Linked DNA regions of Mus musculus: region 2 is linked to region 1. The links are chromatin contacts, called in public promoter capture Hi-C maps. All regions are on one chromosome and are shown on one strand. Each heading gives the region's core, a stretch centred on a gene start, on an enhancer-like site or on the middle of the called end of the contact. The rest is flanking DNA. Distances are from core to core; before and after follow the strand shown. Region 1 holds the start of Actr3 (ARP3 actin-related protein 3). Region 2 holds the start of Uchl5 (ubiquitin carboxyl-terminal esterase L5).

Evidence for each region. Promoter capture Hi-C pulls out the DNA fragments that hold promoters and counts their contacts.
Region 2: a contact with region 1 is called in a promoter capture Hi-C map of pre-B cells. The contact joins the promoter of Uchl5 here to the promoter of Actr3 in region 1. A contact is called at or near these places in 1 of 39 promoter capture datasets (pre-B cells) and 1 of 484 Hi-C or Micro-C datasets (uterus).

The regions. Positions count from the first base shown.
Region 1 is chr1:125,434,288-125,439,407 of GRCm38.p6, reverse strand. It overlaps Actr3 (ARP3 actin-related protein 3), which reads left to right and starts at 3,681. Exons shown (of 12, transcript NM_023735.2): 1 at 3,681-4,123. The coding sequence starts at 4,080.
Region 2 is chr1:143,774,746-143,780,302 of GRCm38.p6, reverse strand. It overlaps Uchl5 (ubiquitin carboxyl-terminal esterase L5), which reads right to left and starts at 3,025. Exons shown (of 11, transcript NM_019562.2): 1 at 2,827-3,025. The coding sequence starts at 2,902. It overlaps Ro60 (Ro60, Y RNA binding protein), which reads left to right and starts at 3,252. Exons shown (of 9, transcript NM_013835.2): 1 at 3,252-3,382. LOC115487685 (a small nucleolar RNA gene) reads right to left here and starts at 1,375; the gene lies at 1,241-1,375.

The DNA of each region.
Region 1 (5,120 bases), core at 2,432-4,931:
AAAGTATTTTTAGGGACCTCCAGTCTGAGCTGCACTTGGTGGCATTTCGAAGCCTCTTTATGCCATGCTTAGGAGAACTTTGGTAAGATTTTTTTTCAGTCCAACTTAAATACCTTTCACTGCTGAAAACAACCTATCTGCTTGCACCGAGCCACAGCGTGATCTTCTGTCCAAAGTGGTCTCTCTGTCAATTCTCCACCACATGAAAACTGGTCATAGGAAAACTATTTAGCATCTTCTAAAATGTCTGGGGGAAGCCAGCAACAAGGCATCAAAAGAAGACCTACTCCTCTTGCTTGACTGCTGTGAAGGCGACATCTCACACCCTTCCCTTAGGGCTGCTTAGTATGTGCAGCCGTGCCTGTGCTCCATATTAACTGATGCTGCACACATCAGGTCCCATGGGAAGGCTGCTGCTTCTGCTTTCTACCTCTGAACTACAGAGCACAATGTACCCACCCTGGATGCCACTGCATCAGCTCTGAACAAAGCAGATGTCAAGTCAAAAAATACAACTCTCACCTCAGAAAGGTATAAAACAGTTTATTTTGGAGCCAAGTATGAGTAACTATGGCCTAGAAACACAGACTTCAATTACCATTAAATTTGTGTTGTAAGGTAGTAACAGTCTTAGGATATTTTTATAGTAACAGAACAAAGTAAGTTATAAATTAAGATTTTATATATATATATATATATATATATATATATATATATATACATACATACATACACTCACATACACACACACACTGGTGGAAATATCAGAGATGTGGCTTACAGCAAAGTGGAGGAAATATCTATTAGGCCTCAGATGATATCTCAGTGACACCCATAACCTTTTTTGGCTGATGGAAACCAGTGACCTATTAAGTTAATATATTCTAAAAGGTTTTACCTGTTAGTTACAGCATGTTAGGACACACCAGGCATGGGCAAAGGAATGGCTATATAGGGGGCTAAAGATAGCCCCAAGTAAATTGTAATTACCTTCCAACCTTACAGTCAGTGAAGTTCTAATTAGTTAACCAGCCTTCCAGAAGGTTCCATGTAAGATGCTATTCTTTCCAGAAAGTTCAGTTCTTACAGCCAAAACTTTTTTTTTCCCCCTAGCTCTTTTGATACGTTCCAAGTTGCTTTAGGATAAACTTGAGTATGCTTAGAGGTAGCTACACATTTCTGAACCACCCTCTTTCTCAGGGTTCGTTTTTCATCACATCCTCTTTGGCTGTCTTCATTTTAACCACTGAAGGGAAGAGGTCAGATTCCCCTCCCCCAGGCCTGCCTCAAGTCAGGTCCTGGACACATGCACCTTCTTCTCTTCTCGGGAACCCCCCTCCCTTCCTTCCTCTGTTTCTTACTCTGTGGCAGAGCCACTTATCTTGTTCAAGTGTGTCTGCTCTGCTGTTTGCCAACTCTTCACCTGTTTCTCACAGTTCTCAGCACTTTTCTGTGGCTCTTAATACAATCTGTTTCTCTACTCACAGGCAGAACTCTGATCCCACACCCCTTATCTATTCTTTGCCCCACTATATTAAGGATCAATATAGTCTCTGCCACACAGAGCTGGTGAAAATACTTTTCACCAAATGACTAACATTAATAAGAGAAAAGTCGGTATTTTACCCCTCAGGTCAGCTTACCTAACCTGATAACAGAATTTTCTGCATTGAATAACACATCTTTTCTTAATGTATTATTATGGTCTCATATAAGCAAACCTAGATTAGCCTGCTCAAAATATGCTCTCCAGTACAGTATGGCACAGGGGGTATGGGGGTGACCAAACACTTTTGGATGAGGCCTGCTCTTCAGAAGGGAATTTAGGCAGATTATGCTAAACCTGTCCAAACCTCCCATGGTTTAGGCCGTCACAGGCTGTATAGGGAAACCTGTTGCCCTACTCAATAGACCTGTTGTAATATTACCTTGTAAACACTGATATTTCTACACATATCATGCTGAGGGTAGGTGACTACTGACCATCAGCCTTAGATGGTCCATCTATGCAGACCCTCACCACTCCACAAAGCTCGGGGAGCATCATGGAGGAGGGGATGGGGGTGCATAGAAGATGCTGTCTTCTGGACATGACACAGATTTTGCAGTTATAGTTTCCTGAAGATCTAGCCAAGATCAGTCAGCATTTCAACCAAACTGACTGGATTCAGGAGATTACCAAAAAATAAATGAAAATCAGAGGGGACAGGAAGGGAGGAGGAAGAAGAGGAAGAAGAGGAAGAGGAGAAAAGGAGGAGGAGGAGGAGGAGGAGGAGGAGGAGGAGGAGGAGGAGGAGGAGGAGGAGGAATACATTGGGATATCCAGGGGAGCCAGAGAGAAGGTTCTGGGTAAATTCAATCAAGATATAGCATTTACATGTATGGGATTGCTAAAGAATAAATAAAAGACAAGCCTGTTGGGAAGGAAAGCTATTAACTTTCCAGGTTCCTGCTGATGAGAAAGTAAATTCTCAGGTTCTACTGCACATTGATTTTGCCTAATCCCCTGGGAGATGACCCAGCAACATACTTTAAGCTTTCTATGTTACTCTGATGTATTCAAGTTTTAAAAGTATTACTTTTTAAGTCTGTGATGTAAAAAAATACATATCTTTTTCTCATCTTTCTTTCTTTTTCTTTTTCTTTTTTTTTCCAACTAGAAAAAGTTGGTATCACGTTAACAGCACTCCACAGAAGGAAATTCATTGTCACTTCAACCGGAATAGAGGCCACCTGCACAGAGTCTATTTTGTAGAACACAACCTCTGGGACACTGGCCTTTCTTAAAGGCCGGAGATAATCTCACTACTCTTGAAAGAAGTTTATCATCACCCCAAAACCCAAATAAAGGCCATTTGTACAGGCTATGTAGAGCATAACCTCTGGGAAACTTGATTTTTTAATTTTTGTTTTATATTTTCTTATGAGGGGGAGGATGTGCGCAAAATCAAAGAACAACTTGTGGGGGTCTTTTCATTCCTTCCAGCATGTGGATCTCCAAGGGCTCAAACTCAGGTTAGTGAGTGCAAGCATCTTTACCTGCTAAGCCATGTCACTGATCCAACACTTGCCTTTCTTGGAAGACACACAGGAATCCCCAAACCCTGAAGAAGGTGGGTTTGTTATTGTTCAACCTAACGTCTTGGATCCTTGCCTGTCTTAAAAGCAAAGGCCCACCATTTTGGGGAGCTTGCAAACTACAATGCAATAGTATAACTGACATAAATCTCAGGACACATCCCTTTTCTGACTGCTCACCTACAGCGATTATGGGGACATGCCGCTGACCACGTTTCCAATTAGCCCTTCACCCCACAGTAGAAAGCCTCCTGCCCATGGCTCAAGTTAGCAGAGAAGAAACACACTCAACACCCACCACCACCAAAAGCCAGCTTCCTAACTAAATAACTGCCTGACTTCTGGGCTGCCACCGGCCAGAAAATGCGAACTGGAATCTTCGCAAGTCGGAAGCGGAGCCGCGACCCACAGCTGCGCGCCACTGCGCATGCGTAGCCGCTTCTGGACCCCCTTCAAGCTCAGCTTGGCTTCTGGGCTTCCAGCTATTTGAAAACCCAAAGTGGACTTTCTGGCTATCCGGAAGGGAGCCGGGGCCGGGCGGCCGCACAGTACATCGCACGCACGCGCGCGCGTGCTCGCTCCTCCCACCCGGAACCGGAAGTGGGAGCGATCGCGGCCTGGGGCCTGGCCTGGCCGGGGCGTCGGCAGCGGCGGCCATCTTGGCTCCCCGCGGAAAGGCAGTGCGAGGGGGAAGAAGTTGTAGGGTGGGGGCGGGAGCGAGGAGGAGGAGGAGGAGGGCGGAGAGCGGAGGGGTAGAGGAGGAGGCCGCGGCAGGGTAGGGCGGGGACAGCCAGCCTGCCGGCCGGCCAGCCTGCTGGGCTTGCGGAAGTACTAGCCGACTGCTCACTCGCTCCTGCTCGGGCTTCCCACAGCTCCCTCCCTTCCTCCCTCCCTCCCGACCGAGGGCGGCCCGGGCCGGTGCATGGTCAGCCAGCTCCCATCTCTAGCTCCCCGGCCTCTCAGCAGCACGGAACGGACGGCAGCGGCGGGCGAGGAGGAAGATGGCGGGACGGCTGCCGGCCTGTGTGGTGGACTGTGGCACGGGGTACGGCGGGTCTTCGGGGTGGGGGAGACTGAGGCCGGGGACGGGCGGAGGAGGGAGATGAATGGGGGGAGCCGGCCAGACTGGCGAGGGGTGGTGCCGGGAGCCTCCCGGGACAGAGATCTTTTCCAGGCCCTTCCTTTCCGAGGAGGCCGTCTGGCCCACCTGGCTGTCCTTTCCCTTCTCTCCCCTTTGCTGCCTGTGAAGCAGGGCACCCACCGAGGACCTCCAGACCTAGGAGCAAGGAAAAGAGAGAGAGAGAGAGAGAGAGAGAGAGAGAGAGAGAGAGAGAGAGAGAGAGAGAGAGAGAGAAGCGCTCCTTGCAGATTTTGCAAGATCGCGGTGACAACTCTCGATCTCTTAGGGCGTGTGGGTGGGGAGAGCGACGAACCAGGCTGTGAAAATGGGAAGCTAGCATGGGGGGCTTTTGCAGCGGACCCACGCGCCGCCTGGTTTCCGCCCACACCCATTCGTAGCCATCTCCCACTACCCATTGAACCAAGTCAGTTCCAGCGAGGAGGATCTCACGGGGGTTATAGCTCTTGCCTCAAAAAAGTCCCTTGGTGAGCAAGCGCGCTGCAACTTCCTTAGTTTTGTCAAAGCCGCTTCCTGCTTTCCGTCTTTTATAGCCTTATAAGGTAGTTTTTCGTCTCGAACGTTACCACGTCTTATTAGAACTTTCAAAATTAAGCAGGTTGCATAAAGAGTACATTATGAGTGGTAGGTATCAATATGTCTGAACTAGAAAAAAAAATGTTCTTGTGTGTCCACGGAGGGAGACAGAGGGGAGAGAAGGGACGCACCCTGGAACCTAAACGTTTGTTCACGTTCGTTTTGTGACTGTGTCTTGAAAACTGAAAGGGGGTATAAAGGAATGTGTTTGATTTAAAGTAATTGTTTCTGATAGTAGTGTGGTTGACTAAAATGACTTTAAAGTAGTGGTTTTGTATTAATGAACCTTGTCAAGAGTTACAACTTGCTCTGGGTAGTGACCTAGAGA
Region 2 (5,557 bases), core at 1,776-4,275, about 18 Mb before region 1:
AGAAGAGTCCAGAAGTTTTCCTCAGCCCTGTTCTCAGTTATCCCATGGTATAAAGATCATGGTGTACATACATGATATGTGGCTGGTGATGTGAGCAAACAGCTAACCTCTCAAAGGATCTGCACAGTTTGAACTTGACTGAGAGCCCTCAATTAGAGACTAATACCCTTTAAATGAATCAGTGCTGCTTTGGGGAATACAATTATAAACAATACGTATGTACTTCCCAAGACTACATTTCTTGTGTGAAGCCAAGCTTTATCTTCTTTCTTTCCTCAGAACAAAGTAAAATACACCTTAGATGTGATCATAAGTGACTTAATTTCAAGGACCCAATTAATTCCCATCCGTATTTAAGCATGAGGCAGTAATTACAGATGAAGAAATACTCCAGACTTCTCTCCTGTCAAAGATATCTGTATCTTGCTACACCTGTGTCAACACAGTGAAGGCTACGTTAGACAGTGAGTTCATTTCAAAAACATTGCAATAGTATTCATAATACAAACAGATGTTTCACTTTCAGACAAGTAAACTTCCAAACCCTATTGTAAATATAAGAACTGGACAAGGAAAAAATGAAAATAATTAGAATAAAGCATTTTTTCCTTTGAAGCAGCTAATGTTATAAATTACCTTCATTTAATGTGCAAAATCCTTCTACACTAGGAGCCAACAATCCATTACTAACAATCCGTTACTGACGACTGCTTTACTCAGTATGTGCAGATGCACTTATATTACTAAAATGTCTAACTTTAAATTATTTTCAAATTCCAAGTTTTCTGTACATGTGAAACTGAAAACAGCAGCTAGTTTACGGACTCCACTAATTTCTTTCTTTTATTGTGTATGTGAGTGGAGAATACTAAGGTACATGTGCCACAAACGAGTGGGTGGCTTTCAGAAGGGGTCAGCTCCTTCTTCCATGGTCCAGGAGTCATCAGGCTTCGGTAACCAGGCTGGCTATACCACCAGCCCTAGACTGCATTAGTTTCAAAATAAACTTGGGCCACTATCTCTGAACGTCAACTTTTTAAATGACAGTTAAAGATTTTGAGAGGAAAAATTATCACTTAACCTGTAAACATTTCAAATTCTGTAATGTCCAAAACTGATCTAATTTTCTTTCCTATCAAGTCTATTCTTCAAATGATACTTTATTTATCCACCCAAGCCAGAAGCACGTTTGACTCTTCTTTCCTACAGTCAGTCAACTCCTGCTAATTTTCTTTTCTCTTTCTGTAGGAGAAATATACTACTACTCAACCTCTACTGTAAGGTTGGCAGCCCTGAGAACTCCTCTTTTAGTGTAGCATGTTCTGGATGCATTCCTGCTCCAAATAGAATGAGGAGAAGGTATTTCCACATGCAACCTGAGATTGAAATACTACCTAACTGCTGACTCTACTTTCTCTGTACCCCAGGGCTTAATGTCAAGCCAATCACCCACAAACTTACCATTTTCAAAAAGAGTCATCTCATTCATTCTATCTTAACTCTAAATACTGTAAGCACAATCATGTTAATCACAAACTAATTTTAATTATGTTTGATCTCCACATCTTTTTCAGAGTAAGTCCCCAGTGACTTCCAGGCAATCTAATCTATACAATATGGTATCTGATTTGGCGTGGCTTTACCTTTTTACCTAAGATCTCTACACTGCCTGCCTATTCATTACACCATATTTTAGTTACTTTGCTGGCTGCTCCATAAGCTACCTTTAGGTAACCACACTAGATCATGCTTCCTTTTGCCCAGCTCCTCTGTGATCTACACAGTTAAAACAATTTCTGTATACTCTTAAACGTAAACCAACATGTTATTCTAGATTGACTCTCAGTTCTTCAGACCAGCATTCCGATTATTCACATTAAAATTTCCAACTCCGTAACTGTATGCCCGAAGTACAGTTGAACATATGTTACGCAATGCTCGAAATATTCAGCCATGTACAGTACACAAAATCTACATTAAGGTTTGCTATATTTTGGGTACACATTTTAACAAAACAGTTAAAAACAATATCTTAGAAAAAATCAAAATGAAAATGGAGGGAAAAAAAAACTCCCCCAAAACGTTGGGAACACGAGGAAGGATAAACTGTCCTATTGGTTGAGTAGTACGGAAGGAAATAAAGTCAGAGAGAAATTCAGAGCTAAGCATGTGGCCTCTGAGCAAAAGCACTACCTCGAGAAAACTCAACTTCACAGGAAGTCAAAAAAGGAGGGAGTAAAAGAATTGCGGGAAGTAGAGTGCAGACCCGCGTAGACGGTTATCTGTGGAGGTCCGGAAGAGGTGCCCACATACGAAAGGTGAAAGTTCTGCTTTTGGGAAACTAGAATCTCGAGTTTCTGGGCGGCTGGAGCCTCAGACACCACCCGGGGAAACACACGCCCTAGACCGGCTGCTCCGCAGGACCGACAGCCTGAGCGATGCACCTGACCACACTGGAGACAGGGAGGCTCCGCAGGGAAGGGACAGTGGAAAGGACAAGAGAAGCGCGGAGGAGATGATGAGGGAGGGAGACAGGGAAGGAGGACGCTCGAGGCAATTCAAGTGTCCGAGTCCCAAGTCCGGAGAACACAGCAGTGCACAGGCAGAGGGACTCCTTCCCCTCGTGGTGTGGCTCCCAAGATCACTGCGGAGACGCGGCCGCCCCGGGCCGAGGACGCGGCAGAAGCCCTACTTTCCACACACGCCGACTCCAGTCCCTGAAGTCACTTCTCCGACGCCGGGCGTCGGTGGCGGCAGGTGACCGCCTGGCCCAACGCGGGCCTCCTCCCGGAACCCCCGGCCCAGGACGGTCCCCCTGGTGCTCACCGAATCCTTTAATGAGCTCGGTGAAGACCCCGGGGTCGCTTTCCATGAGACACCACTCCCCGGCATTGCTCGACATGGTCCCCGACCACACACACACCGCCCCGCTTCCACCTCGCGCTCTCCGGAGCCCCGCAGCACAAGCTGCCACCGGCCGCAGACCTCAGCAAAACCCGCCGCCGAGCGTCAACCCCACGTCACCCCGCCTACTTCCCGACAGCCTCCGGGCGCCGTCACCTGCCGCGCGCCGGAGCACAGAAGGACGCTCTAGCCACCCGGGAGACGTCGAAACGCCTCTCCTGCCTCTCAGGATCCGTAGCGCCCTCTGCCGGGCCGGAGAAGTAGCGGGGCCTCGGAGCGCCGGAGGGAGGCACATCCGGGACCCTTGGCACCCCAGAGCTGGGGCGGGGCGATGGAAGGGGCGGGGCTCGAGACGGGGCGGGGCGGGGCTCGCTCCGACCCGAACCTGGAGCTGTCCTCGCCCTTTCGGGCCGCCTCCTATTCCTGGTGCGACGCAGGCTTTCTGTAGGCGCCGCGGGTCCTGAGCATCACCTTCCAGGTAAAGGTGGGTCACTGCAGGCCTGCTGCGGGCCGGGGAACCGCGTTTTGGGCAGTCCCAGCGATCCTGGGCACTTGAGGGCTGGCCGGTGCGCACTCTCTTCCAGCCGCATCCCAGCGTCAGAGGCCAGGCAAAGCCTTCGCCGCCTCTGTGCTCCGGCACCCGCCGGAGGAGAGCATGGACCGACTTCGCATCTGAACATTTCGAACCTGGCCTAGTTGCTCCGGGAGGATGGAATCTTGGGGAACTCAGGTCAACTCTCCCACTTGCAAAGCTCCTGGCGAGCGAACGTGCCAAGGCCCCTTTTCACTCTTTTCTCTCTTCCTGCGGCTTTGGCATAGAGGCGTTGTCTCGGATACCGGTTTGGGAAGGAGCTTTGTGGGAAGACCGAAAGGAAATTATCTTAGAGGAATAATAATCAAGGAAGGGAGAAAGATTTCTCGTCCAAGGGATGAGAGACTCATGTATCGGGATGAAGTGCCTTACGGAAAAATGCGCACCATCCCTCTCCCGCCACCCCTCCCCCCTTAATAGTGCATTATTTTAAAAACACTTGAAATGGTTTTGATGAATAGAACAAAAAATAGCTATTTGTAATTAATACTTATCATTCTTCGGAGGTGGTTTTATTCATCATTTCATAAAAGTATGTTCCAAGGAAGGCTTTTGGCTTCCACAGGAAAAATTTTTGCTCAGAGCATCCTACCATGGTGACATCTTGCCACAGTTCCTCAATACTTTTCATTGCATCGCCCTTAATGGAGTTGATATTTTCATTACCTTTGTGTATGGCATATCCATTTGAACCTGGGATCCTGGCTTTGTAAAGTATTATAGCTTCATTACTGTAAAATTAGCCTTGGCTTTTATTTTTAAAGAAACTGCGTATTTGCTTGACTTCTCAGGGTGAAAAAAAAAAAGTTAGCCTTTCCAAATTACATGAAATATTGGCTTAATGTTTGTGTAAATTGAAGGAAAACATGGTAATCTTTGTACTAGTAATGGTACGACGTATATAGATTGTAGTCCAGAAGATCTTGAAGCAGAAGTGTTATTACATCAGTGTCTTGCTATCTGGTTTACATTCTGCATTAAGAGAATGGACAACATATGGATCAACACATCACTGCTTGGCCTTATGTCGAAGAACAAGTGTAAAATGCTCCAAATGTTGCCATAGTTCTAACAGTTAAAGGCTCTAAAGCTTTAATTTATAGAGATGTTAGAAAACTTCAAGTGGTATAAATTCGGGAGACTGTTGTTGTGTTTAAAGAGGTCAGAACAACTCAAAGAAGAATTCACTTGATTGGTTTTGACTTAGGCTTATAGCACTTGACTCCATAGGACTAGACTACCAGAAAACCAGACTTTGATTTGCCTCACTGCCCAGCTGCCTTCTAAACCACTGGACTGCAGCTTAGGGTTTTGAGAAAGGGGACACTGGCAGTTGAAGAAAGAAGGAGTTAAGCTACTGTTAGTTGATGGAAGCTGTCTTGAAACTCAGCTTGAGTCACTTCATTAGTATTACTAAGATACTCCTAGCGCTTGGTACATTCCAAAAGATTTTGAAACTATCAGGAACCATTGTATCTCCATGTCATCTAATGTCGCCAATTTTAAAGTAGTTTGTATTTTAGCCCTTAGTAATAAAAAGGAGAATGAATAGCTTGAAGTAAACTGCCATTCGATTTTCTATATTTAAATGTTTTTATTGAGACTTATATATGCAAAGAAGTTTTGTAGGTGACCTAGTCACCAGCAGGGCAAGGTGCAATTCCAAGGTGCCTACTCTGCAGCCAGAAGAGGTTCTCTCTAGGGACTTCTACTCAGGTGTAGCTGGGACCCTGACTTAAACTGCAGAAGACCATTTCCAAATGAGTCGGTCTGAAGGCATGCTGGACACTGTAGTTCATAGGCACCACAGCTGGGTAGGATTGTTAGTTGCTTCCCTCACTTGGAAGCCTTCTGGGATCATGAAAGCTAGTCCTCAGGCTTTGCAGTTTGAGACCTCTTGGTCATGTGTCCAAAATACATGGTGTCTTCAGCAATAAGCACTTTACTAACCTTCCTCCTCTGAGAGGCAACTACAGGCACTAACAATAGCCTAGGATTTGGGGGAAATCTCTTATTAGACAACCCTGACCAACAAGCCCAAAAGGAACTAACATCTTATAT